Regions from separate parts of the Mus musculus genome. Here regions 1, 2, 3, 4, 5 and 6 are each linked to region 7. Evidence: chromatin contacts called from public HiChIP or PLAC-seq and promoter capture Hi-C data. All regions are on one chromosome and are shown on one strand. Each heading gives the region's core, a stretch centred on a gene start, on an enhancer-like site or on the middle of the called end of the contact. The rest is flanking DNA. Distances are from core to core; before and after follow the strand shown.

Region 1 (3,567 bases), core at 1,020-3,519, 730 kb before region 7:
TAATAATAATAATAGTAATGATAATAATGATAATAAAACCCAAGTAAACCAAATCACTCAACCACTATCAAGCCGGAACTCCTGGAGAGGAGCCGGAGCCGCAGGTGAGCGTTTCCGACCGGGAACTGAAGTTGAAGTCGGAGAGCTCTGGAACCGCCGCGGCGACGCTAGTGTGCAAGACTCCTCCCGTTGGCGGGGGGGAGGGGGACGTTCCAACTCGGCGACTCCCAGGTCCCTCGTCCACCCCGGCGGACCCACACCCAACCACCTGTGCAAGACCTTCTTCTAACTAGTTTTCCTAGACGGCCAGTTAGGTGCCGGCGGAGCCCGTGCCGGGACCACTCCAGGTCTCCTTCTGCTCGGTGTCCAGGACCCATACTCACCCGGCAGCGGCGGGGCTACGGTCAAGGACGACTCGCGGCGTCTGAGGACGCGTCCTCAGCTTCTCCGACCAGCAGAGGTGACTAGCCCACAACCATAACAAAGCTCTTCCCAAAATGGCTGCCCGGCCCACAAGGCCCAGGAGGGGGCAGAGCGGGTGGAGGAGGAGCGACGGCCGGCTGGGCCCTCCCTCTGCCGCTTCGGCCCGCCTCCTTCACGCCCACTAGCACCGGCGCACGCGCAGGCGTGAGCTCCAGCTTTCGTGACCCCGCCCGGGCGCCCGCGGCTCGCTCTGGAAACGTTGGGCTGCTCCTGCAGCGGTTACTTCCCGCCCCGCCCCCGGCGCCCTTCGGCGCGACGCCGGTCGGTCCACTCTCCCTTCCGCAAAGCCTTCGCCTCTCCTTGTGCCGCTCTTGGGGCGAGGACCAGCCGAATTCAGCACGCCCCTTTAAAGCTCCCAGCCGGGTCCTCCGGCCTGGGAGCACGTGAATATGGGAGGATATATTTGTACCAGTTCTTCCCCCACCCATTCTTTCTTCACCTTCTCACACCTCGATTGTGAACCAGATGCTTCGCCAACTACTAGAATTGTCAAACAAGTAGCGGAAGAGTGTGTTTTCCGAGCCCTGTACACCTTTGCCCCTCCATTCACAGGCGCGCGCCGTGGAAACTACAGTCCTAGGCAAGCCATAGACACACACATACTCCCGCCCCTCCGGACTAGAGCATGCGCGGCGGTGTGGGCGCACTACCTGCCGGGAGTTGTAGTTCATGGGCATTGCAGGCGTCACGGAGCCGCCAGAATGGAGGGTTGAAATCTGCTCCAGCCCAGTCTTTGCTAATAAACCCCCAAAAGAGTCTATAAGCACTCTCTTGGCTATTGCACGACAGGAAGGGACCGTACAACCTTGCCAGAGAAGGTAATAAAACTGGCGGACAGCGTCTCACTAAAAACGAATGTTTCAGGAAGTTAGTTTTACTGCTTAGAATGGAGGAAGTAGTCAAAAAGGAGTCCCTACGTAAATGAACTCTCCTTTTTGTCTTCAGCTTTTTACACAAGGAGCCAAGAACGCTCGAAGTACTTGGTAGCTGTTCCTTTTGGTCGACAGATGGCAGGTTGGGGGTGGGAGAGGAGACTTAGAATAAATCACACAGAGGATAAATTCAACAATGTTACTTCCTGGATGACCTTCAAGCTCAATGCCCCTAACGCCACACTTTGATTCATAGAATTCTGAATGTTGGGCCCCAGTCTTCTGTATTCCTCAATGTAATTTCTAGGTAATAGAGAATAAGGTAAAAACAAAATCAACACCTCTTTCTCGCCCAGTGGTAGTAATAAAGGACTCAAATGCGGAGGAAGATGTGTCCAGTCGACTCAACAACGTTGTTTTGCAAGTTAAGCGTTCCAGGCAATCCTGCCTTTAAAAAAATAAAATAATTCCGTAGGCCAAATCAGCCAACTCCAAGTCTCCTCCTAGCTTCTTCCACTACTGTTACTGGGGGTTATTTCAGAAATTGTACTCTACTTCCTGAATATGTGTGTGTGTGTGTTAAACTGGTTAGAGATCCCATAACAGAGACTTGTAAGGTATCTGAAAGCTGACTTCAATTAGAATATTTTAGACTAGCCCTCAGCTCTGTGGTTAAAGGCACTTACTGCTCTTACAGAGAACCTCAGATCAGCTCCCAGCACCTATACTGTGGGGAATCCAAGCCTCTCGCCTGAGTGGGCACATGCATGAACATCCACATTAAAAATAATGTAAAATAACTGAGGGAGGGAAGCATTCAAAAACGGAAAGAGAAGAGTCGGAACTTGCTACCGTTAATTCCCATCCGGACCCATTTTCCTGCACTCAGGAAGTGGGGGGGCTGTGTGATTCCAGTTGCCGGAAGTGTTGTTTCGGTGTTTCTGGTTGAATTTGTTCAACTTTTGCGCCGTGTGATGGTGGCAAGTACGTTTCAGGGTTGTCAAGGGTACACTTTGGGAAGGAGGTGGTGGTGGGGTCACTAAGGATTGGTATTGGTATATAGATGTATAGTTACCCCACGCGTCTTAAGGACCTTTTGTGTCTAAATTCCGCTCGTGTCGCTAAAATGTCAGCTAGGAGCTTCCAGTTTGTGGTAGTTGCGTTGGCGAAATGAAAACATTTGGTCATTTTTTTTTTTCGTGGAATGAGCGAGTTGGCCACGGCTTTTAGTTTTTTAATCTCCACATCAGCTTCTGTCTCAGGGCTTCAGCCTGATTATAATCCTCCAAAATTAGAAAACACGTGCTCCACTGGTTACTGAATTCCAAAAGGTGGAGAATATATGGAAAACATTTAATTACATTGCTTGATTCACAACAAAGCGATATTTGTGGCTGCTCTCATTTATAGTGTAAAAATTCCACAGCCCCGAGTACACAATAACTAAAGAGAATATATGATTATTGGGAACAAAAGGTATAACTGTCAGTTTTAAAGATGAGGCACTGGTGCCTAAGAAGTGGTAGAGATGTTTGCTAAATCCAAATGTTCAGTTTCACATTGCTCTTTTTATTAAACCAAACAGCCAAAACTAAAATTATTCTTCAGAAAACAAAAACAGCACAAAACGTATTTCCTTAATATGTGACACTTTGGCAAATAAATACATAAATAAATCAAAATAAATTATGTTTCATCGAAGAGATTTTCTTGACTTTTTGTTGTTGTTGTTGTTGTTTTGGGTTTTTTTTGAGACAGGGTTTCTCTGTATAACCCTGGCTGTCCTGGAACTCACTCTGTAGACCAGGCTGGCCTTGAACTCAGAGATCCGCCTGCCTCTGCCTCCCAATGCTAAGTGCTGGGATTAAAGGCGTGCACTACCACTGCCCAGCAACGACTTCTTATAAATGTATAAAATGTATACAATTAAGCGATATCTTGTTTTATGTATAGGGCGTTGCTTCAAATTCAGCCATCCCCCTCAACTATAAAAATATATGAATCGGAATTGCATTTTCCCTGGACAAAACCCTGAGCAGAAACCAGAATGCTACACTTCATCCAGAAAGTTTCTGGAGCATCTTCAAAGGTTAGTTGAGCACTATTTGTCAATAACTGTTTGGCTATGGCAGATATAGAAATATGTATTCAAGTGAGGAAGGAAAACAATGGGCAAATTATAAATAAGTAAAATATTTACTATGTCAAATAA
Region 2 (3,486 bases), core at 83-2,582, 770 kb before region 7:
CCTGAAGAATACAAATCTATGTACACAGAGCCCCTAATTCCTCCACCCGGCCAGTACTTTAAGCCTGGATGGCGGTTGGTGGGTCTCCATAAATGTCAGCATTCAAAAATGCTGTGAAGGAGGGAGCAGGCCTCACCCAGGATCATAGGGTGCTGGACCTAGAACATCTGATGCAGGTAGGAGGAAGTGGAGATCCAGACCCATTTTTCTTGTCATGGTTCCATTAAGTATCTATTGTGGACAAAAGAGTTCAGTCCTACAGAACTGCAATCTGCCCATGATCCCCAAACTGCATGTCAAGCCAGCCATCAACCCCGAATGCTGTCTTTCTCACAGTCTTTGAAGTGCCATGGAAGTTCTGGGCTTTTGTGGAACTTGTAAGTTGTGGTATTGGGGGTGCAACCAGTGGAGGGAGGAGGGAGTTATCACACCTACTCAGGTGTCCGGGGAGATCCCTGGATCCTAGAAACAACAACAAAGTGGCTTGAGCTGGAGGAAGCAGCAAACTGAGTAAGTCAGAGGGAGTACAGGCTCATAAACCAAAGATACAAAGATAGCTGTATTGACAGAAACACGTTACAGACATGGACTTCATCCTCCCGACTTGGTCCCTTCACCCCTTCAGAGTTGGGTTCCCTGGGATTGTCTAGGGAGAGGCTGTATTTTTCACTGACCCCAGGGCGACAGACTCAGGACTTTCTGCTTCTGCAATGCCAGGATTTCTGCCTCCAGGAGCCTGTTTTCGGCTTCCACCGTTAGAACCTCCTCAGAGGCGGCACTTAGTTTTTCTGAGATGAATTAAAGTGATCTGTCAAGCATTATGTAGTAATCCAACTTTAAGGGTTTCTGCACAAGCCTGGATTTGTCATCTGGCAATGGGTTTTCCTTCCTTGGGCTTACGTGCCTCCCATTCTAGTGGTGCTCTCCCTCAAGCCCTTTTCTCCTTCCAACTCTAGGACCATCAGTGTAGAAACCCTCTATGATAGACCCTTTCGTTCACCCTTGCGGTTTTGCGACCGCTGCAATTCCAGGGCTGACGCTTCCACTTGCAGCTGCAATATTTTGTCCAGAACTTCTGGGTCCCGGCCTCCACCGTGCACGTAGGCTTCACGTAGGATCCTAGCAAGAAGGCAGCAGAAAGCGATCTCCCAGACTGAACAGACTCCCGATCCTGTCCACCCAGGGCCGGGGTCCTCACCGGATCTCTGCAGCCAGCGTTTCCGGGTTGAACCGCAGGGGCAGGTAACAGAATTCCACTGCCCTATGGGTGTCCTGCAGTTTTCTGGCGCAAGCAGATGATGTCACTGACCCGAGCCCAAGGCCCCGCCCGCACTCCTACCAAAGCTGGGCCGGCAACTCACCGAGGCTGAAGCTGGAGCGCCTGGAAATGCGCACCTAGCGTTTGCAGTGCTCCCCGGGTCCGGTTGGCCTCTTCCTTGAGTTCTCTGAGCTCGCGCTCCAAGTCGAATGGGCGGGGTAATCCTCCCTTGGGTCCCGCCACGCTGTGGAGGCGCCGTTTTAATTCTGAGGGACAAATGGGCAGAGTCAGGGTGAGTCCGAGCACAGCGACAGGGCCGAGTCCTTACCTCTCACCTTCGCCGCGACGCTCCAGCGCCCGGCTCTGTGCTTCTGTTTCTGCCATGCGTCTGGCGCGGGTTCCCTGCAAGACTCGCAGCCTCTCCCCAGGGCTCCCTGCAGTCTGGGAAGTGAGACCCTCAGTCGCTCGGGGACCTATTTTCTGTAGGGACAGCAACTGCACCTGCAAATAACTCGGACCCGCTATTTCTGTACTGGGTGATTTCCAGCATGTAAATCTCTACACATGTAAAGTTGAAGTTTGTAGTCATGATTGGTGTGTACCTCCTCTGTCAGCCTCTTTAGAGCAGATGTGCTGGCTTCCTGATCACGGCTCTTTTCTTGTGCCATGATCTGGTGGCGGGGAGGCAAAAAACGTAAGAATAATGATTGATGGAAAACCTACCCCTGGCCACTGGCGGCCCTTACCTTGGTGCCTCGTTTGATCGCGACTGAAGGCTGTGATTTAAGTGTTACCTCCGGAGTCAGCCGGCCAATGCAGAATCGTTTGGTGTGTGTGGCCAACAGAGCCCAGGAGCGGAAAACCATATCACAGGATTCACAGGATAAAAGTCCTGATTCCCCTGAGTAATCGGCCATGGAATGGAATCTCTTATAGACACCAGCGTCCTACAGAGGATGTGACAAAAGAGAAAAGGCGGACTGGACAGAAAAGAGAGAAAAGGGACAAAGAATAGACCAAGTCTGCTAAATCGCCAGGTCCTTCAAATGTATGTTTATGTTTGGGGAGGTGCCCTAGCTCCCTGGGCAGCGAGTACAGGCTTAGGCAGGCCTGGGCAATGTGCCTGGCCACCTTTGGGTGGGGCCCAGGTGTGAAAATGTCAGTTTGTTCCACCAATTACAGTGAGTTTGGCCAAGTATTTAATTAACTGCGGCTTTGACTTCATTGCCTATTTAGCCTCTGATAGGCAACTGTCATCTGTACCACAGCTGTTCTCTAAAATGGACAGATTTCAAGCTAGAATTCTCCACTGTAGGGAACATTTCCGCACAAGGTAAACCTCATATTAGCAGTATGTCTTTGCATAAACCCATCTTTTACAGAATTAACACACCACACAATGGAATAGTCTTTCTAATTCCCATTCTGGGACAGGAATGATCTGAACCTTTCCAGTAATGAGAACTGGGAGACCCGTTGGGGAGAATACAATTTGTCAGATGGATACTACTTGTGAGTTAAACGAGCTCTTTCTGCTGGTCAAGTTATCGTCACCTTTACACAGATCTGTAAAAGCAACGTTCATCCTCATCTCCTAGGCGAATCTATGCCTAAAATGTTTTCAGGCTCTGAGACTATTGAATAAACTCACTCTAGCTCTTCCTCAAAGCTGGCTGACTCAACTCAGCTGTTCTGTCTCAAAGTCCTCTCTGAACTGGTTCAAACCGGCTTCTCTTAGCTTCTCATTGAAGTGCTCTACTTGGTGAAGCTGCCTCTAAACTACACTCAACTGAACTAACTCCAAGATGGATTTTCCCTGCACTGCTCTTTTTTTTTTTTTTTTTAAGATTTATTTATTATATGTAAGTACACGGTAGCTGTCTTCAGACACACCAGAAGAGGGCGTCACGGATGGTTGTGAGCCACCATGTGGTTGCTGGGACTTGAACACTGGACCTTTGGAAGAGCAGTCGGGTACTCTTACCCACTGAGCCATCTCACCAGCCCCCCTGCACTGCTCTTAAGTAGCATTTCTTTCCTGAGTTGGGCTTTGCCCATCTGTGGAGAGCTTTGTGGGGCCACTTGGCTGGGATTTGACATTAGGCCAGGACAAGGAAGTAAGCTCAGGCAGGAATCTAATTTGGCTAGAACAAAGTAGTAGGCTTAAGGCAAGAATTTTACTTTGGGCTAGGACAGGGAAGTAGGCTCAGATATCTTGGTCATCCTGA
Region 3 (3,366 bases), core at 496-2,995, 750 kb after region 7:
CCACCCAACTTCCTCTTTGCACTCCTGATAAACTCCCACTAATCCCCCCCACCCCCACCCCGGAGCTAGCATTCTTTTCCACGACCACTAAGTGAGATACAGTCTTCTGGTTGGTGTCTAGGGCAATCCTTAATGCATGGCTTCAACGACCAACTGATCTGTATCCCCAGCATGGCCTGGTTCTGCAAGAGAACTAGCAAGTGGCCAGTAATCCAATGGGTGAAGATCTGAAGTTTTACTAATCAATAGCCAATGGCTACACATGATCCTTTGCATTTAAGTTCATTCAAATTAAACAAAGTGACAAGCTCACTGGTGTGTTAGTCATCCTTCAAACACTATATGTGTTTAATGGCTGTCATACTGGACAGGGAAGATCTAAAACTTTCCCATCAACTTTGGAAGTTCTAAGAACATCCCTGGCTCGAAGAGGCGGTAACCCAATGACCTAGTGCTGGGTTCCAGCCTAGCCTTGCTCCTTCCTCATGCTCCTTGTCTTTCTGGATTTCACTGTCCATTTTTGCAGCCTGACACACACTGTGCAAGCCAAACCAGCATTTGACATAGACCTTTAGATTGATGCTATCACGCACTCCCTGCACTGAATCATGCTCGTGTGGACTTGGGAGTGCACTGGACAGATGGAGCCCTACAGAATGACCCACCTGCCCACCCTTAGACTCCAGCAGCTCCGGGCAGAAAACAACCCAGCATCTAAAGCTAGGCCAGCAAGTCTCTCCAGAAGGTAGATCCTGAAGACGGTGTGGCCAAGGCATGTCTCTCCATAGGCAAGCAGTCCTACATGGGCCTAAAGACCCTTCATCCCTACTTGTCTCAGATAGAAGCTTGAGGTAGGGCTTAGGGGGATCAAGGAGCTGCAGGGGCTGGCCTACAGAGCAAAGGAGGGCTGGAGAGGGGAGAGTCAGAAGCCCCCCTCCTTCCCTGCTATCGGCACAGCAGTCCTCCCCCACTTCCTCTCTTCGAAGATCACATCCTGTTATTGTGTGGAGAGAAAGCCCAGGAGCTGGGGAGGGGCAGGCCTCAGAGCAAACCAGTGGGGAGAGCTTAAGTAGGAGCTGGAAGGCAAAGTGAGGTGGGGGAGCATTGCCTCACCCCAGGTAGCCTTGGCAAGAGTATGGGGCCCAGGAGGAAGCCAGCATTCCTGGACCAGCCCGCTCCACCACTGAAAACTAGGTAATGCTCAAGACAGAATGTGAAATCTCCCAGATACCTCCCAACCTTGCCCCTCAGGACAGTTCAGTTCAGCACAACTTGCTCAGGGACTTTACTGTCAGAGCTAGGCTGCCCACACCACACCACTAAGCTCCTCCCATAGCACTTGCCTCTAGGATTCCTTCCTATTCCCAGCTTCCACTCTGCTCTCCAGCCTCTGAAGTCAAAATGGGTGGTCAAGACTGGCTACCCCTCCTTTCCTGACATAAGACAGGCACACAAAAGTCCTGCTGTTGAGTGAGGGATTAATATTCCCTCACACTCATGTCCTTCCCTCGTCTCTTCTGTTAGGACAGTCCCATCCCTCCTGGTCCTGTTTCTTGGAAAAAGAATGCTTTCTTATAGATATTTCCGTAGCTCTTTCTATAGAATCATTTTTTAATGAAACACAGATACTTTGCATATATTATGCTGAAGTCCCATGACAGTCCTGGAAGATGACTGTTAACATCTCTGTTTAACAGATAAAGAAACCAAACCTCAGAATGATAGTGACTCACTCAAAGTCACAAGCCAGCACACCCAGTAGCAATACTTAAGCCCTTAAGCCCCAAGTGATTCTGACCAGGCCAAGCTCCTCCAGAGCCTGGCTGCTCTTTTCTTCTCACTTCCACCCAGGCCCCAGTTACTCCCTTCACCAACTGTTCCACACCAACTGTCCTTCCTCACTGTCCCCATGGTCATCCACAGAGCCAGTCCTCCAGCCAGCAAGCTCTTCACTACCACCACCTGTCCTGGGCCTAAATTTGTGTAGCCCTCTTGCCCATAAGGAAAGTAAAGCCATTTTCTCTATGAACTCTAGCTGTCTACTGGCCTCCTCTTCTATTTCCTGACCTTCCTATGTGGTCTGGATCTCTAACCTTGGGTGTCGCCCTGAATTCACACCTACTTCACCTTGCTCAAGCCCCTTCCAACTCAGGGCTTTGTGTCACCTCCCCTGGGTAACCCTTTACTTAGATTCATGACAATTAAGCTCTGTGAATAGGTAACAGGTTTACATGGGCAGGGGGGTGTGTCCGGGTAGGGGGTGCGAGGAAGCTAATGACACAGTGACAGCTTCTGAGGAACACACACTTATTTTATTAAAAAGGAAGCAGGTAGGGACCGGCGTGAGGAGGCCAGACAGCTGACTGGATCCATAGCCTCCATGCCTGGTCTTCACCACTCTATACCAGCCTTTCAGGTCCTTGCCAGATGCCAGGTCAGACGCCAGGCCCAGAGAGAAAATAGAGAGCCAGTGGGAGGAGAAGGGCTGTTCATGGCCAGTGGGGAAAGAACCGAGTGTCTGTACCCTAAGGTGCTGGTGCAGAGGGCTTAATCAGACTTGGTTTCAGCTCTGAGGGGTTTGTGTTTCAGTGAAGAAGCAACTAAATAAGCAAATGTTAGGGCAGGAAGGGCCAGCATACCTGGGGTCCCATGGGGATGCAAAGGAGGCACCCAGTCCCATGGAGTCAGGAAAACTTCCTGGACTTCAGGGACAATTCAACCAAATGAGAGTGGGCAAAGAGGAAGATGGGCTGTTATGTGAAAAATAAACCAAAATTCAACATCTGGGAGTCAAAAACCAATAAAACAGTCTAAAACAAAAAGGAAGAAAGCTAGTACGGTAGGCACAAAAGAGTGAGGCGTGGGGTGGGGATGCAGTCTGGTTGTAGAGTGCTTGCCTAATATGCACAAAGCTCTGGATTTAGCTCCTGTCACTGAATAAACCTGGTATTCTAGTGCACACCTGTAATCCCAGCACTCTGGAGACAGAGGCAGGAAGATCGGAAGTTCAAAGTCAGCCTCAGCAACTTAGTGGGTTTGAGGCCACATGAGACCCTGTTTCAGAAAAACAAATAAGCAAACACACACACACACACACACACACACACAAATGGAGTGGTAAGAAATAAAGGGGAACAGATCAGCAAAACACCTCAGGCCAGGCCTCAGGGCACTTTTCTTCCCTTGTGGAGTCAGGGATTCTGGGCTTCAGAGACAACATTTTCTTGGGACAGGGAGAATGGGCCTGCCTACACACCACTCTGAGATACAAGGCTTGAGAAGACATTTTCTCTCTGGGTCTCTGCCCCATCGATGAACTCCGGGAGTGATCAGAATCCTCGGGCTCTCTTTGTCACCATTACATGG
Region 4 (3,235 bases), core at 211-2,710, 900 kb after region 7:
AGCCTAGCCTAACCTAGCCTAGCCTAGCCTATAAGTGGCCTCAGTCTCTCCAGTGCAGGGACCACACATGCATGCCACTATGCTGGACTAAAGCTTCCATTGTAAGGAAAGGCATTAGAAGAGCAGTGATGGGTAGTGCTCTGACCACAGGGTTTCATTTCTGCTCTGCCACTATTAGTGTACCTTGTGGGAGTCGAGGTATACTACTTTACCTCTCAGAGCACCTGTTCCCTCAGCCAAGAAACGGGGATAGTACTACCGCCCAGTGGAGCTTAAATGCCAGTGAAATACTATAAGTATTTACCAAATACAAAATGCTAAACAGTGGTAGCTGTGATTTGTTATCAGCTGTGTACAGGAGGGGAGTCTTTGAGCCCCATGCTTGAATTTGGATTTTGCATCCTTGGCTACAGGCCACCTGAATCTAGCTTTGGGCATCTGCACTAGACTAGCAAATTAGAGGGCAGGTCCGAGCCCTCTCCTCTCGAGGTAAGGGATAAGATATGCTTCATCAGAGATGGAGTCTGATGGGTGCCCAAATTTTCTCAAGGGCTGGCTGTACTCACAAGACCTTGGCAGTAAGTGCCTCTGGGACTTGTCACAGTAAGACCTTCTCTTGTCTCTGTGCTCCTTGCTCTGCCTCTACTTCCCTTGATCTTGTCAGTCTGCCTGCTTTAAGAACAAGGCTTCTCCGCCTTTGGCTCTCTCTGTGTGCTGGTGGGGCATTTTAACAAAAACTCTCCCCTCTCTCTACCCACTGATAATGCTACATCAGAAAGCAGTTCGCTCAGCCCTGCCTTCAGTGGAAGCATGTGGGGGGGGGTATGCGCCTTTTGGGGGGGAGAGGTGGAGTTATGTATGTTTGAAACAAGTTTCCCTGGAGTCAGGGATGGATAAGGATGAAGGGGGTGCAGCAGGGAAAGGAGTTAGGGCTTCTAAACATTTTCCCCTGCAACAAAGGCAGCCTGGTTCTGCGCTGTCTTGCTGTCTTCCATCATCTTCACTCTGGTTCTCTGCTGTCCAAAGGAGCCTGATGCCTCCCTGACCAGCTACATAGGATGCCTGAGGCTAGCAAAGACTGCTGGAGCGGGAACTAGAAGCATGGGGAAGGCTAAGGGGGATCTGACCTCTACAAGGCACAAAATGGGGAGAGGGCAGTAGAGTGTGCTGAATGGGTGTGTTTGTAATTGGGGTTGACCCAAAGGGGCGGGGGTAATGGGAGCAGTACTACCAAATACCACGGGATGGGGATGGGGCCCAGAGACTGACTCAGGGATGAGGGAGGGTCTGAAAAAAATTGACCCAGAGGGACTAGACCAAGGGAGGGGGAGAAACAGAGGTGGGCTGCCAGCCCGGGAAGGGGGCTGGGAAAGCAAATTAGAGGGCAGGTCAGGGCCCTCTCCTCGGGAGGTGGGAGTGTGTGTGTCCATATAAGGCGAACCTGCGACCCCCGCTCTCCGGGGCGCGAGCAGGGACTCCGCATCCCTAGGACCCCCACCCCCACCCCCCGCACATGGATGCGCAAGTCGCTTTCTCGGGCTTCCCGGCCTTGCCCTCGCTCACGCCGTCCGGGCCGCAGCTGCCGACGCTGGCGGGAGCCGAACCGGGGCGCGAACCGGAGGAAGTGGTGGGCGGTGGGGACGCCGAGCCCACGGCCGTGCCTGGCCCGGGGAAGCGACGGCGGCGGCCACTACAGCGTGGGAAGCCGCCCTACTCATACATCGCGCTCATTGCCATGGCCCTGGCGCACGCTCCCGGCCGCCGTCTAACGCTGGCAGCCATCTACCGCTTCATCACCGAGCGCTTCGCCTTCTACCGCGACAGCCCGCGCAAGTGGCAGAACAGCATCCGCCACAACCTCACCCTCAACGACTGTTTCGTCAAGGTGCCGCGCGAGCCGGGCAATCCGGGCAAGGGCAACTACTGGACGCTCGATCCCGCGGCCGCTGACATGTTCGACAACGGTAGCTTCCTGCGGCGCCGCAAGCGCTTCAAGCGCGCTGAGCTGCCCGCACCGCCGCCGCCGCCGCCGCCCTTCCCCTATGCGCCCTTCCCGCCCCCGCCAGCACCCGCGTCCGCTCCGCCCGCGCGCCTCTTCCGCCTGGACAGCCTGTTGGGCTTGCAGCCTGAGCCGCCGGGACCCGTGGCGCCCGAGCCGCCTTGCTGCGCCGCGCCCGACGCCGCCTTCCCGCCCTGTGCCGCCGCAGCCTCGCCGCCGCTCTACTCGCCAGCGTCCGAGCGCCTGGGGTTACCCGCGCCGCTGCCCGCCCAGCCTCTCCTGGCCTTGGCGGGATCGGCCGGCGCGCTCGGGCCGCTCGGAGCCGGGGAAGCCTACCTGAGACAGCCGGGCTTCGCGCCGGGGCTGGAGCGCTACCTGTGAGTCGCTTTCCGCTGCGGGAGCGCCTGGTGGAGCCTTCTGCCCCGGCCTGCGCTGGAGCAGTGCGAGCTTGTCCGTGGTACCCGTACCCGCCCGCCCGCAGCGTGGCGCAATTCGCTGGGTCCCCGAGCCTTGCTTGGGGCTAAGCCTTCCCTGCCCTCCTCCATCCCTGGGGAGACCCTGGCTGTCTCACCACCAGACTGAAGCGCCCTCTCCAATTTGAGGTCTTTCCTCCCTTTACTTGTGCTCCCCACATAAGCACCCTTGCACTGCCAAATCCGGTGCTTTGGAACTCCAGCCCCAGCCCCAAATGTCCCTGTGAGTTCCAGTCTGTGGAAACTTTTCGTTCCAAGGCACCTCCTCCATCTCTGATGTTTTGCCAACACATCAGAGGTCAGACTCCTGGGTTCATTACTTCTACCCCATCTTCCTCCATTTACCGATAAGTTTGGCAAATTTGTTCCCTGCCCTAGGTTTACAGTCTGTGCTTGTTTTCTTACCGAGCCTGTCTCCGACAAAGACTCACCTGAGGGCTCTGCTCTGAACAGTTCTTCAGATTTTCTAGGTTACTCGGCACCAGGATCTCCTGACTGAATGGGGAATTAATGGGAGTCTGTGGCTGCTCCACCCCATGGAAAGCACAGAACTTATCTGTTTATGGTTATTTTTCAATCAAAGCTGGTTTAATTAAAACAAAAACAAAGAAACATTTTTCTGGGTTTGTTGTGTTGGCTGGGAACTTGGGAGTTGCTGGGAAAGATGGTGGGTGACATTTGCCTCATTGGGATTCCATGTGGGATGACTCTCCTTCTAAGTCATTAGGCAGATTCTCCTGAAGTAGCACCAAGGAGTGATTCC
Region 5 (3,470 bases), core at 666-3,165, 640 kb before region 7:
TAGTGTTTCTCTTGAATTCCCTTGACACACTCTGTTTATGTAGTTTTGGGATCAAACTCAGGACTGTGTGTATGCTGAGCAAACACTCTACCAACTGAACTACATTCCAAGCCCCAAAACAAAAACCACTTTAAAAAAAAAAAGATTCTAGCCCCCAGAAAAAAGGAATTTTAATCTTCTCCTATGTGGCCACTCCAGATTCAGCATGTGTTTCTGTTCTTCGTAAGCAAGAGTGTGCTGGCCCTATCATGTAGCAGAGATAACTATAAATAGTGGCAATAGTGGCAACAGCATGGGCTAATAGAAAAAAAGAGGCAGGCAGAGAATGGATTTTGGATGGTGGCCTTGCCTTAGAAAGTGTACACTTGACTGGGCGGTGGTGGTGCACACTTTTAATCCCAGCACTTGGGAGGCAGAGGCAGGTGGATTTCAGAGTTCAAGGCCAGCCTGGTCTACAGAGTGAGTTCCAGGACTACAGAGAGAAACCCTGTCACCAAAAACAAAAACAAAAACAAACAAAAAACAAAGAAAAAGAAGAAAGTGTATACTTCATCTTGAGCTTTATTTTACTAGTCTAAGCAAAGACAGTATTACAGAGATTTTTATGAGAGTCTTTGGGAAGATGGATCCTAAGAGAATAAGACTTGATGCAGGGGAACTAGTTGGGAGAATTTCCCACTTAAACAGGTGAGGGAAGGCGGAGCTGGGTAAGTTAGTACAAATGGGATGAAAGGAGAAGGCAGATTGGAAAGATATCGAGTTTACAGACCAACAGGCCTTGTTCATTATTAGATATGAGAGATGAGAAGAAGGAAGGAACCAAGGATGGCTTTCTGTTTCTACCGAGTCAACTGGATGCATGGGGAGGACCTGGGACAGGGAACGTAGAAGATAGCTTCATGGGTTGTCCCACACACTGCTTATGTGTGTGTGTTCTGGTACCTCACAGGCCTTCGTTTGAGTTCTCTTTGCACTATAACTCACCCCGTTCCCTCCACTGTACAATGAACACTGCAATGACCTCATTATGTGTATGTGAATTGAATGCAGTGTCTGAAATCAGTAGGCTCCATCGTATTAGTCATTATTACTGCTCAGAAAGGGTTCAGGGAGGAGGCTAAAGATACATGAATGAAACAGGCAGGAAAAGCTTCTGGGAATGAACTCTGGTTAGGTCAAAAGAGGAAAAACAGCGTTGTGGCAGACTAGCTGAAGCCAGAAGGAGGCCAGGCATGGCTGAGCTGTCTGCCACGTGTTGTTAAAGCAGATGAGTCATTGGAAGGGGCAGGTCAGGCTGCCCAGGCCGCAGCAGGCTGGACCGTGTCTACAGGATGACTTCATTGTCAGTGGGAAGCCCAGATCTTCCAAAGCCTTTTTAGTCTCGCACCCCTAAGGAATACATCACTTCTTTTACAGGACTTTACACACTGTCACACTGTGTGGAACTGTCAAAGGCAGTGTAAACAAGACAGAGCGACAAGAATGGGAACCCTCAACTAATGGGAGGGTTTATTGGGACATATTGATATGTCTGTGACTGGGCTCGTTTCCCTACATCTCAGTCTCCTTATTTCTAACATGAGGATGAGCTAACTAGTCTCTGAAGCGTAGGGGAGAACTAGGTGAGCATCTGCTGGTAAATAGAGTGTTGGTGTCCCCCCTCCCGTTGGAAGTCTTTTCCCAGTCTGGACAGCGTTCAGTCCGGCAGGCAGTGTGTACCAAAGGGATGAATGGAAGAATCAAAGGGCGTCCTGCAGCCGACGCGGGCGCGCCGGGAGCCCCGCCCCCTTCCGCTTCAGAGCGCGCGGCGCGGCCGCGGGCGGGTCTTCGCGACCGTTCGCCAGCGCGTGCACGGCTGGCCGCGCTCTGTGGGCGGCAGGCGGGCTTGCCGTGCACGCGCGCGAGGGGCGGGCCGGGCGGGCTGGCGGGCCGGCGGCTGGCGGCGGAGCCCGCGGCGGCGGCGGGTGGCCGGCCGAGCGTGTGCCGGGCGGCGGAGGGCGCGGCGGCGGCGGCTATGCTGCCTCCGTGAGGCGCGCCGGGAAGGTCTCGGCGCCTCAGCCCACAGGAAGCGCGGGGAAACCGCGGGCCGGGTGCGGGTGGCTTCAAGTGCCCGCCGGGCCATGTTGGCCGCGGACCGGGTTTGCCGCGGCAGCGCTGCGGCCCGGGGCCGAGCCAGGCCGGCGCAGTCGCGGTGCTAACGCCCGCGGGGCCCAGACGCGGAGATGAAGCGGAGCCGCTGCCGCGAGCGGCCGCAGCCGCCACCCGCCCGCCGGGAGGATGCGGCTCCGCGGACGGCCGAGTTGCCCCAGCCGCAGTCTTTGCCCCCGCGCCGGCGAGCGCCGCCCGGGAGGCAGCTACTGGAGGAGCGGAGCGGGCCTTTGGGGCACGACAGCAGGGAGCAGGTAAGGTGGGCTGGGGTCCGCCAGCGAGGGTGGGCGCCGTGGGGGAGGGGTCCTCGCGGGAGGATCGGGCTGCGGTGGTGAGGGTGGGGACTACTGAGTCGGTTAGGAGGAGTGGGAGGTCTGACGAGGCTGAGGAAAGGGGAGTGGAGAAATGAAGGTGGGGGCCTGGGGTTGCAGTTGGACGTGGGGTAGGGCGGGTCTGAGGAATGAATAAAATGGTCTTGGGGGGTAGCCTGGGGCTCTGGATGGAGAGAATGGGTGCTGGAATGTGGGCAGGGTGAATGAGCAGCAAAGAGTAGGTTTACTAAATGGAGTTATCTAGAGGCGTGAATAGTTTTAAGGGAGAAATGCCAGTTTGATAGTGTTGACTGGTCTTAGAGTTTATCCCCACAGTTATAAAAACGGGGCATTTGCAAGCATTCTCATTTGGTGGCCATTATACTTTTATAAGCAAGTATTCAGAATCGTTAACGTTCTCCTCAGTAACTATCTACCACTTTAAAACCACTATAAAAAGTGCCTGAATGTGTCCAGTCTCAAGGCCGGTGCTGTGGACAGAGAATCTGTAGATGAAGGCTCTGCTTTCTAGTTTACCCTTAATGGGAAAAGAGATAAAATGTAAAAGTACTCATGGGATTCTCGAATGTACAGGATGTGTAATTTAGTAGACAATAGTAGGTGTATTTATGAGTAGGGAATAAAGGTCGCCAATATTAGGATAAACTTGCTACTCACAGCTGAAGGAAGTTCAGTGAAACGATATTGACAGGGACTTTGTAAGATACGTAATCTCGTTGGATTTTTAGAAAGAATGTTCTGTAGTAATGAACTCCCCTGACAGCATTGCTTTTGTACAGCTTTGCTTCAGACCCCAGTTGAGACCCCATCTTTGAGGCTTTGAAGTTCCAGGTCTCCTATCTTGCTCCTCATATAAAGTAAATGTTCCTATGCATCATTGCTTTGAATTACACTCTGTTAGCCTATGGTTTTAAAATTTTCCGCTTTTTGTCTCCCCACTTGATTCTTTTGGTCTTTGTCATGGCTTCTAGACTGCTGACTGTGTAATCC
Region 6 (3,495 bases), core at 332-2,831, 980 kb before region 7:
AAAGCAGTCATATATATTAAACAAACAAAGTAAAAGTTAAAAAAAATCCCACAACTTTTGAGTGGAGATGTTGGTCAGTTAGTGACTGTCTAGGGAACATGAAGTCCTGGGTTCAATCCCGGATCCCACGTGGCTGCACAGTGGGGGCTCATGAGTTTTGATCATAGCATCCATATTGGACTGCTCATAAACCAGCTGTGATATCAGCCCTAGGCTACGGCCAGGGGGATTAGAGGGCTGTGAGATCTGTGTTGGAGGGTGGGATCCGACTGCACTCACACACACGGACCCACGCAGAAATCATACACGGAATTAAAAATAGTAACAAACCTTTTTTGTTTTTGTTTTTTGGAGACGGGTTTCTCTGTGTAGTTCTGGCTGTCCTGGAACTCACTTTGTAGACCAGGCTGGCCTCGAACTCAGAAACCCACCTAATCCGCCTGCCTCTGCCTCCCAAAGTGCTGGGGCTAAAGGCGTGCGCCACCATCGCCCACTACAAATCTTTTTTAAAAAGTCAAACTAGCCGGGCGTGGTGGCGCACGCCTTTAATCCCAGCACTCAGGAGGCAGAGGCAGGTGGATTTCTGAGTTTGAGGCCAGCCTGGTCTACAAAGTGAGTTCCAGGACAGCCAGGACTATACAGAGAAACCCTGTCTCGAAAAACCAAAAAAAAAAAAAAAAAAAAAAGTCAAACTAGAGTGGTTGTGCACACCTATAACCCAGCACTCCAGGTGTGGAGATTGCTTTTTGTTTTGTTTTATAGAGACGAGAGTTTCTCTGTGCAGCCCTGGAGCTCACTCAGTACACCAGGCTGGCCTTGAACTCAGAGATCCGCCTGCCTCTGCCTCCTGAAGGATGAGATTATTGTCAGGCACCATCCCACCCAGCCTGAATTTTTAAAGATAAGTTTGAAGCCTTTTATCTTTTAAGATAAGGAGAAATCTAGGTCGGTGGAGCTAGAGAACACTTCCTAGGATGGGACTGAATTCCGACATTGTTACCACCTACAGGTCAAATTAAGACCTACCAAAACCTTAACTCAAGTGCACATTAATACTTGGGTGAATTATCTTTAAAACGTTCCTGGTCATTTTACCACTTATCTACCTGTGTCCTGTAGAACGCTTCCCTCTCACTTCCTTATCTTTCTGGACTTGTGTCCATGCTCAGGACCCCTTTACTCGGCCGTGCACCCCTCTCTCCCGAACTCCTAGGCTTGCTTTAGCTCAGCGCAGGAGGCATTCTTTCCCCAACCCAGCGCCGAGAAGCCTGCGCTGCCCATGCCAACCCTGAGTTTGTGTAAGTGAAACGATCGGCTGTAATTTTAAGATTCCACGTTCCCGCCACCACAAATGAAAGCACAGATTACCTCCTGCGCAGTCTCCGACCGGCCGCTCCCAAGAAACCCCGAAGGGGGCGTGGCTTCGGTCAGTAGGACCGTCCAGCCAATAGACACTCAGCGCGCGCAAGGCCCACGCTCCGCACCCCGCCCGACCACTCGGAACGGAAGTTGACCCTACGGGACCCAGACGCCGAGACCCCGCCCCATCCTAGATCCGTGTCGCTTCTGGAGACGAAGCGGAAGTCTCTGCGTACCTCCAGAAGGCTGGCGAGGGGCGTCATGGCCGCGGACAGTGACGATGATGTGCCTCCAGTTCCAACGCCCTCTGACGGTGAGCGGCTCCCCAGGGATGGCCACAGAAGCCTAAGGGGTCCTGGGGAGGGAAAAGCCTCGGCCCGGTAGCTCGGAGACAGGCCTGTAGTTCTTCTTGCCTCAGCTATCTTAGACTACAACTCCCAGTGTGCAGCGCGTGCAACTGCAAAACCCGAACTGTTGTAGAGTGGAGCAGTGAGGTGGGATGGGTGGTGTGTTTTGGACGGAGCCGGTGGTTGTCAGTCGGTAATACCAGAGTGCGTAGTCGTCCACAGTAAGTGGAGCTTGGGTTTAACTTTGGAGCACTCCGGTAGCTGTTGAGGCATCATGTATATGTGGCTTTATGGGATCGGTTTGTGTTTGAGATAGGAGCATGCTCTGTAGGCTAGCCTTGAACTCGTGGTCCTTCAGCCTAATGCTCCCTAGTCCTGGGATTACAGGCTGGAGGATAAAGAATCCTCAAAGGTTATCTAGTCCACTTTTCTCCTGATCATGATGCAAAAAAGAAATGATTTCCCAGTCCCACATAAAGGCACTAAAAGACACAGATGCCCTTTTTCCAAATTTAGGGCACTGCCCATTTCAGAGCTTGTGTTTAGAGCTGGTAGATGTAAAATCTTTAAGTGAAAGCTTGTCAGTGGGCACCCCTTTGCCCACATCTAGCTTGGTGTTTGCTCCACAGGGACCTTGTGAAACCATCTAAATCCATCAACGCCCTTATCCCCAGGTGGTGTCAACAAAAACACACAACCTGCAGAGGAGTTTGTGGTTCGGGTTCCTGTGGTAGACGTGCAGAGTGACAACTTCAAGGAGATATGGCCATCACTCTTGCTAGCCTTAAAGACAGCTAGCTTTGTGGCTGTGGACACGGTGAGGAGTGGGAGGAAGGGAGGGCAGGTGGCTGTGAAGTGTTTGGTGATGGGTGTGGAAAATAACCACACTTCCTTTACCCACCCATAGGAGCTGAGTGGGCTCGGGGATAGGAAGAGTTTGCTGAACCAGTAAGTATAAGCCTTGCCTGTGATCCCAGCTCTAACAAATATGTAGGTCTCAACCCAGAAGCTAGGGACTGCCAGCCCTGGTAGTTTGGGTTCTTTGTGAAACTAACTCATGCCCAAACCCAACTCTAAGGTGCATTGAGGAACGTTACAAGGCCGTGTGTCATGCTGCCAGGACCCGTTCTGTCCTGTCCCTGGGCCTCGCCTGCTTCAGGCAGCAACCAGATAAGGTAGGAATTACCTTCATCCCAGGTCTGAGGGAGGCATGGGGCCTGAGAGTTGAGATCTTAATGGTGGAAATTTTTCCTCCCAGTTTTTGGTAAAGTAGATCCTCATGTTTTTCAGGGTGAAAATTCTTACTTGGCTCAAGTGTTCAATCTCACCCTGCTATGCATAGAGGAGTACGTTATAGAACCGAAGTCTGTGCAGTTCCTGGTACAGCATGGCTTCAACTTCAACCGGCAGTACGCCCAGGGTATCCCCTACCATAAGGGCAATGACAAGGTAGCTCTCCAGCTTCCTCTGGCCTTGAGTTCGAGTCCCGTGTGGTTTATTTCTTGCTTGCATAGGCCTGGGGGGTGGGGGGTGGGGGACATGTGTGTGACAAGGCTCGAGAAACAAGACCTTTGTGGAAGGGGCAGGGCGGGGTTAGATAATGAGGCGGTGCTTCCCCAGTGGGAAACCTGGTTAAGTGTGCTGACTGGGTGCTGACTGGGCATCGTTGTCCTTCCCCTTCCACCTAGGGAGATGAGAGCCAGAGCCAGTCGGTACGGACGCTGTTCCTTGAACTGATTCGGGCCCGACGGCCCCTGGTGCTACATAATGGCCTTATAGACTTGGTGTT
Region 7 (3,146 bases), core at 527-3,026:
ACTCTGCCTTTCAATTCCACAGCCTACCTTTCCTGACCCACCGGCCTCCAGCAGCCACCCTGGGATTCTTCTTGATCCCTAAACATGTCCTCACTGTCCTGCCTGTGTGTCTTTTGCTGGTCAGTTTCTGTTTTCTCTTTCTATCTGACCGAATGATCCCTTCTTTGGCAGCTTCCTCCAGATCCCAACCTTGTGTGTGGCTTCTCTGACTGCTTGTTCCTACCCCTCTCCGTCAGGACTTAAGTTGGTGGCTAGGCTTTAGCTTAGACTCTAGAGTCTTAGAGTTGGCTGGGGAGATGTCTCAGTGGGTAAACTTGCCTGAGTTTGATTCTTGGGACCAACATGGTGGAAGGAGAGCACTCCCACAAACTGTCTCTGACCTCCACATGTGCACTGTAATGCGCACATAAATGTGTGTGTTCCCGAGCTCATACGTGCATGCATGAGCAAGTGTGTGGACACACATAAATAAATGTAATTAAGTTTTGAAAGTAAATCTTGCCTCTCAATAAATGAAAAGTGAGGGGGAAAGAACTGATATCAGCTCTGGGCCTCCATCTCTGCATGCCCATCTTCATATACCCACAGCACCACACACACACACACACACACACACACACACACACACATACACACACACGTTGGGATAGCTGAGAGGTCAAGTGGTACGTCCCACATGAACAGATGGCGAAACTGAGGCCTAGGAGGAGGATTTGAGGAGCCTGAATTTGCACAGCAAGTTAGAAGTAGGGGACTGGTATAAAAAGGGACTCAGCCTATGACAAGGTACAAAGTGTCCCTTTCCTGCTGTCTGGCCACTGGCCTGATATAGATAATTGTGAAGGAAGGGAGTAGAGAGGCCCCACCTCCTTAGTATAGAACTTTAGGCCCCAGGACTTTTCCTAGAAAGAGTAAACTTGGAGGTGAGTACGGAAGGTAAGCTAAGAGGGCATCCCGTCTGTTAGCACTATCCTCTCCCAGCCTCACACGGAGCCTCTCTTCCTCTTCCCTGTGGACCCCCCACTTTAATTACTAGGTAGGTGGTCAGTGGTTTGCTTACTCCGTGACCAAGCATTTAATCTTCCTAGATGAAGAGCACAGGCTGACTGACACTGCCTGTTTGTCTTACCTCGTCCCCTGCCAGGGACACACCTGCTCCTTCCTTAGTCTGGCTTAGAATCAGCCAGAAGATGGTCCCAGTTTGAACTCAGAATCTAGCCTAGCACGCCCTGCGGGACAAGATCTAAGTTTGAGATTCTCAGAGAAAGAGGGAGCGACAGACGCAGCGCTGTCCAGCCAGACCCGCCCCTACCTCCCGCGAGCTCCTAAGAACCTCCCCTTAGCTTCAGCTGTTAGGGCCAAACAGGTCCTAGGACCCAGAGGAGCCAGCCTGACATTTCCGCTCCTGAAGACACGCCCCCCACCACCGCCAGCTACCGCCACCCCCACCCCGGACTTCGGACACTGAGAGCCTCGGACCCTGGGCTGAGGACTGTGGCCAGCCTGCTTTTGGGCCGGAGTCGCTTCCAGAAGGTGCCACGCGAGGACCAAGAAGAACTAAAAGTGGAAGCAAGACTGGGCCCTGGGGGGCGCGGAGACGCGGCGCTCACTCACCCGCTCCGCCTGAGTGGACAGCTCCGGGTCTCTGTCCCTGCGGCCACACCGCAACGCGCCGGTCGTCCTCCGGCCTGTGATCCCGCCGTGCGGGTCTCAGCGTCTACCCACCAGTCTGATCTGGGCCGCGGCCGCCGTCCCGCCGCCAGTGCTCGAGGAGACGCCAGCTCCGCCCCAGGCTCAGCCACGCCGCGGCCACGGGGCGGGGAGGGGCGGGGAAAGGGACTCCCCCGTCCCAGGATACTTACTCTTCTCTTTAGCCTTTCCGGGAAGTGGGAAGTCCGATCGGGCTCGCTGTCTCCCCGAGGGCAAAGGACTAACTGAGGAGCCGCCCCAAAGGACCGCCTGGATCTTCCCTAAGGAGATAGCCTCAGATTCATAGGCTGTAGAATGGGAACAAGTTTAGCTTCCGCCTGAAGCAGAAAGAAAAACCGCTGTGGTTTGAATGGTTTCCTAGCCCTCCTGCAGTTATCTGAGCTTCACTTGTCTTTGAATTCAATAAAAGTTCCTAGCAGCCAATGTGTTCAGCTTCAGTCCACTGCCATACAGAGCAACTCAAAACCCACCACTGGAGGCTGCTGCTGGTGGATGGCGCATGTCTTTAATTTCAACACTAGCGAGGTAGAGGCAGGCAAATCTTTGAGTTCCAGGCTGCTAGCCAGCCAGGCTAGCCAGGGCTAGGTGGTAAGATGGTCTCTCTCTCTCTTAAAAACAAAACAAAACAAAACAAAACAAAACAAAACAAAACAAAACACCAAAACCAAAACCAAACCAAACCAAACCAAAACAACCAAACACTTAAATGAATAGCACACGTATGGGAGCCGTGGACTGGGTCAGTCCAGACAGAAACATTCCCAAAGAATGTTCAAAGAAGACCTCGCCTTCCTTGCACCTGGTTCTGGTTCTGTAGACTCTCACACCATCCAAAGTTACCCATTTCCTATCTTCCTTTGTCTCTGTTGTTCTTTAGAATGGCTTCTCTCCCAGCCTGTTCCATCTGGCTCCAAACCTTTGCATACTTGATCTACACTACCCACTCTTCTACCTAGATTCCTCCCCTGGAAACAGGCTGCTATCCCACATCAGTGCTCAATGCATACCATGGCTTGGCCCCAGGAACCTGTCTGCAGGATCTGCCTAGGGTGAGGAGGTTGAAGACAGAGTTCTACTAGGTGAGTGCTATGGTTAACCTTCATTGTTAGCTTCACTAGCTTCGGAACTACCAAGGAGTCGCCTCTCTGGGAGTGTGTATTCCCAAGGGGTTGTTTAACTGAGGAGGACTGGCTCTCCTTGAATGTGTCTCCTGCCATCCTGAACTAAACTAACAGAAAGGTGGGTGAGGGTGGGGGAGCCAATAGAGCACAGGTGTCCATCCACCTCCATTTCTTCACCACTGTTCCAGACTCTTGCTGTCACAGCTTAGAGCCTGTCTTGACATACTTTCCCTACCATGGTGGACTGCACTCTCAAACTGTGAGCCAAAACAAAAAGCTTTTCCTTAGTATTTTGTTACAGCATAAAAAGTAAGT

The links. Promoter capture Hi-C pulls out the DNA fragments that hold promoters and counts their contacts. HiChIP or PLAC-seq counts read pairs in DNA pulled down with a chosen protein or histone mark.
Region 1: a promoter capture Hi-C map of liver shows a contact between it and region 7, with 4 times the contacts expected there. The contact joins the promoter of Tmem69 here to the promoter of Mob3c in region 7. A contact is called at or near these places in 4 of 39 promoter capture datasets (embryonic stem cells, liver and pre-B cells), 1 of 484 Hi-C or Micro-C datasets (CD4 T cells) and 3 of 115 datasets of contacts at active chromatin or transcription factors (bone marrow-derived macrophages, memory CD8 T cells and pancreatic cancer cells).
Region 2: a promoter capture Hi-C map of erythroid cells shows a contact between it and region 7, with 4 times the contacts expected there. The contact joins the promoter of C530005A16Rik here to the promoter of Mob3c in region 7. A contact is called at or near these places in 2 of 39 promoter capture datasets (erythroid cells and liver) and 1 of 9 other capture datasets (liver).
Region 3: a promoter capture Hi-C map of the HPC-7 cell line shows a contact between it and region 7. The contact joins the enhancer-like site here to the promoter of Mob3c in region 7. A contact is called at or near these places in 7 of 39 promoter capture datasets (the C10 cell line, the HPC-7 cell line, cranial neural crest and 4 more) and 4 of 115 datasets of contacts at active chromatin or transcription factors (bone marrow-derived macrophages, differentiating embryonic stem cells, embryonic stem cells and 1 more).
Region 4: an H3K27ac HiChIP or PLAC-seq map of embryonic stem cells shows a contact between it and region 7, with 5 times the contacts expected there. The contact joins the promoter of Foxe3 here to the promoter of Mob3c in region 7. A contact is called at or near these places in 2 of 39 promoter capture datasets (embryonic stem cells and stem cell-derived epiblast-like cells) and 3 of 115 datasets of contacts at active chromatin or transcription factors (bone marrow-derived macrophages and embryonic stem cells).
Region 5: a promoter capture Hi-C map of liver shows a contact between it and region 7, with 3 times the contacts expected there. The contact joins the promoter of Mast2 here to the promoter of Mob3c in region 7. A contact is called at or near these places in 2 of 39 promoter capture datasets (both in liver) and 1 of 484 Hi-C or Micro-C datasets (embryonic stem cells).
Region 6: a contact with region 7 is called in a promoter capture Hi-C map of liver, with 2.8 times the contacts expected there. The contact joins the promoter of Toe1 here to the promoter of Mob3c in region 7. A contact is called at or near these places in 2 of 39 promoter capture datasets (erythroid cells and liver) and 1 of 9 other capture datasets (liver).

The regions. Positions count from the first base shown.
Region 1 is chr4:116,554,645-116,558,211 of GRCm38.p6, reverse strand. Tmem69 (transmembrane protein 69) reads left to right here and starts at 2,269. Exons shown (of 3, transcript NM_177670.4): 1 at 2,269-2,339; 2 at 3,309-3,444. The coding sequence starts at 3,403. It overlaps Gpbp1l1 (GC-rich promoter binding protein 1-like 1), which reads right to left and starts at 554. Exons shown (of 12, transcript NM_029868.3): 1 at 384-554.
Region 2 is chr4:116,595,476-116,598,961 of GRCm38.p6, reverse strand. C530005A16Rik (RIKEN cDNA C530005A16 gene) reads left to right here and starts at 1,332. Exons shown (of 3, transcript NR_029450.1): 1 at 1,332-3,120. It overlaps Ccdc17 (coiled-coil domain containing 17), which reads right to left and starts at 2,232. Exons shown (of 13, transcript NM_001037916.3): 1 at 2,005-2,232; 2 at 1,861-1,929; 3 at 1,594-1,699; 4 at 1,362-1,524; 5 at 1,199-1,282; 6 at 1,001-1,119; 7 at 675-788; 8 at 335-462; 9 at 137-231; 10 at 1. The coding sequence starts at 2,175.
Region 3 is chr4:115,073,345-115,076,710 of GRCm38.p6, reverse strand. No RefSeq gene overlaps it. Among named protein-coding and RNA genes, the nearest start is that of Pdzk1ip1, 14 kb to the left of the region's middle. Within about 2 kb of position 1,745, at least 99 of the 459 cell types and tissues checked have an H3K27ac peak or open chromatin away from gene starts, as enhancers often do. A contact at or near this core is called in the HPC-7 cell line, bone marrow-derived macrophages and differentiating embryonic stem cells, where this site is marked.
Region 4 is chr4:114,924,292-114,927,526 of GRCm38.p6, reverse strand. Foxe3 (forkhead box E3) reads left to right here and starts at 1,460. Exons shown (of 1, transcript NM_015758.3): 1 at 1,460-3,084. The coding sequence starts at 1,514. The coding sequence ends at 2,380.
Region 5 is chr4:116,462,668-116,466,137 of GRCm38.p6, reverse strand. Mast2 (microtubule associated serine/threonine kinase 2) reads left to right here and starts at 1,915. Exons shown (of 30, transcript NM_001369061.1): 1 at 1,915-2,402. The coding sequence starts at 2,223.
Region 6 is chr4:116,805,645-116,809,139 of GRCm38.p6, reverse strand. Toe1 (target of EGR1, member 1 (nuclear)) reads left to right here and starts at 1,581. Exons shown (of 8, transcript NM_026654.2): 1 at 1,581-1,672; 2 at 2,381-2,523; 3 at 2,614-2,654; 4 at 2,785-2,881; 5 at 2,997-3,155; 6 at 3,395-3,495. The coding sequence starts at 1,621. Mutyh (mutY DNA glycosylase) reads right to left here and starts at 1,406. Exons shown (of 16, transcript NM_133250.2): 1 at 1,369-1,406.
Region 7 is chr4:115,826,710-115,829,855 of GRCm38.p6, reverse strand. It overlaps Mob3c (MOB kinase activator 3C), which reads right to left and starts at 1,776. Exons shown (of 4, transcript NM_175308.5): 1 at 1,615-1,776.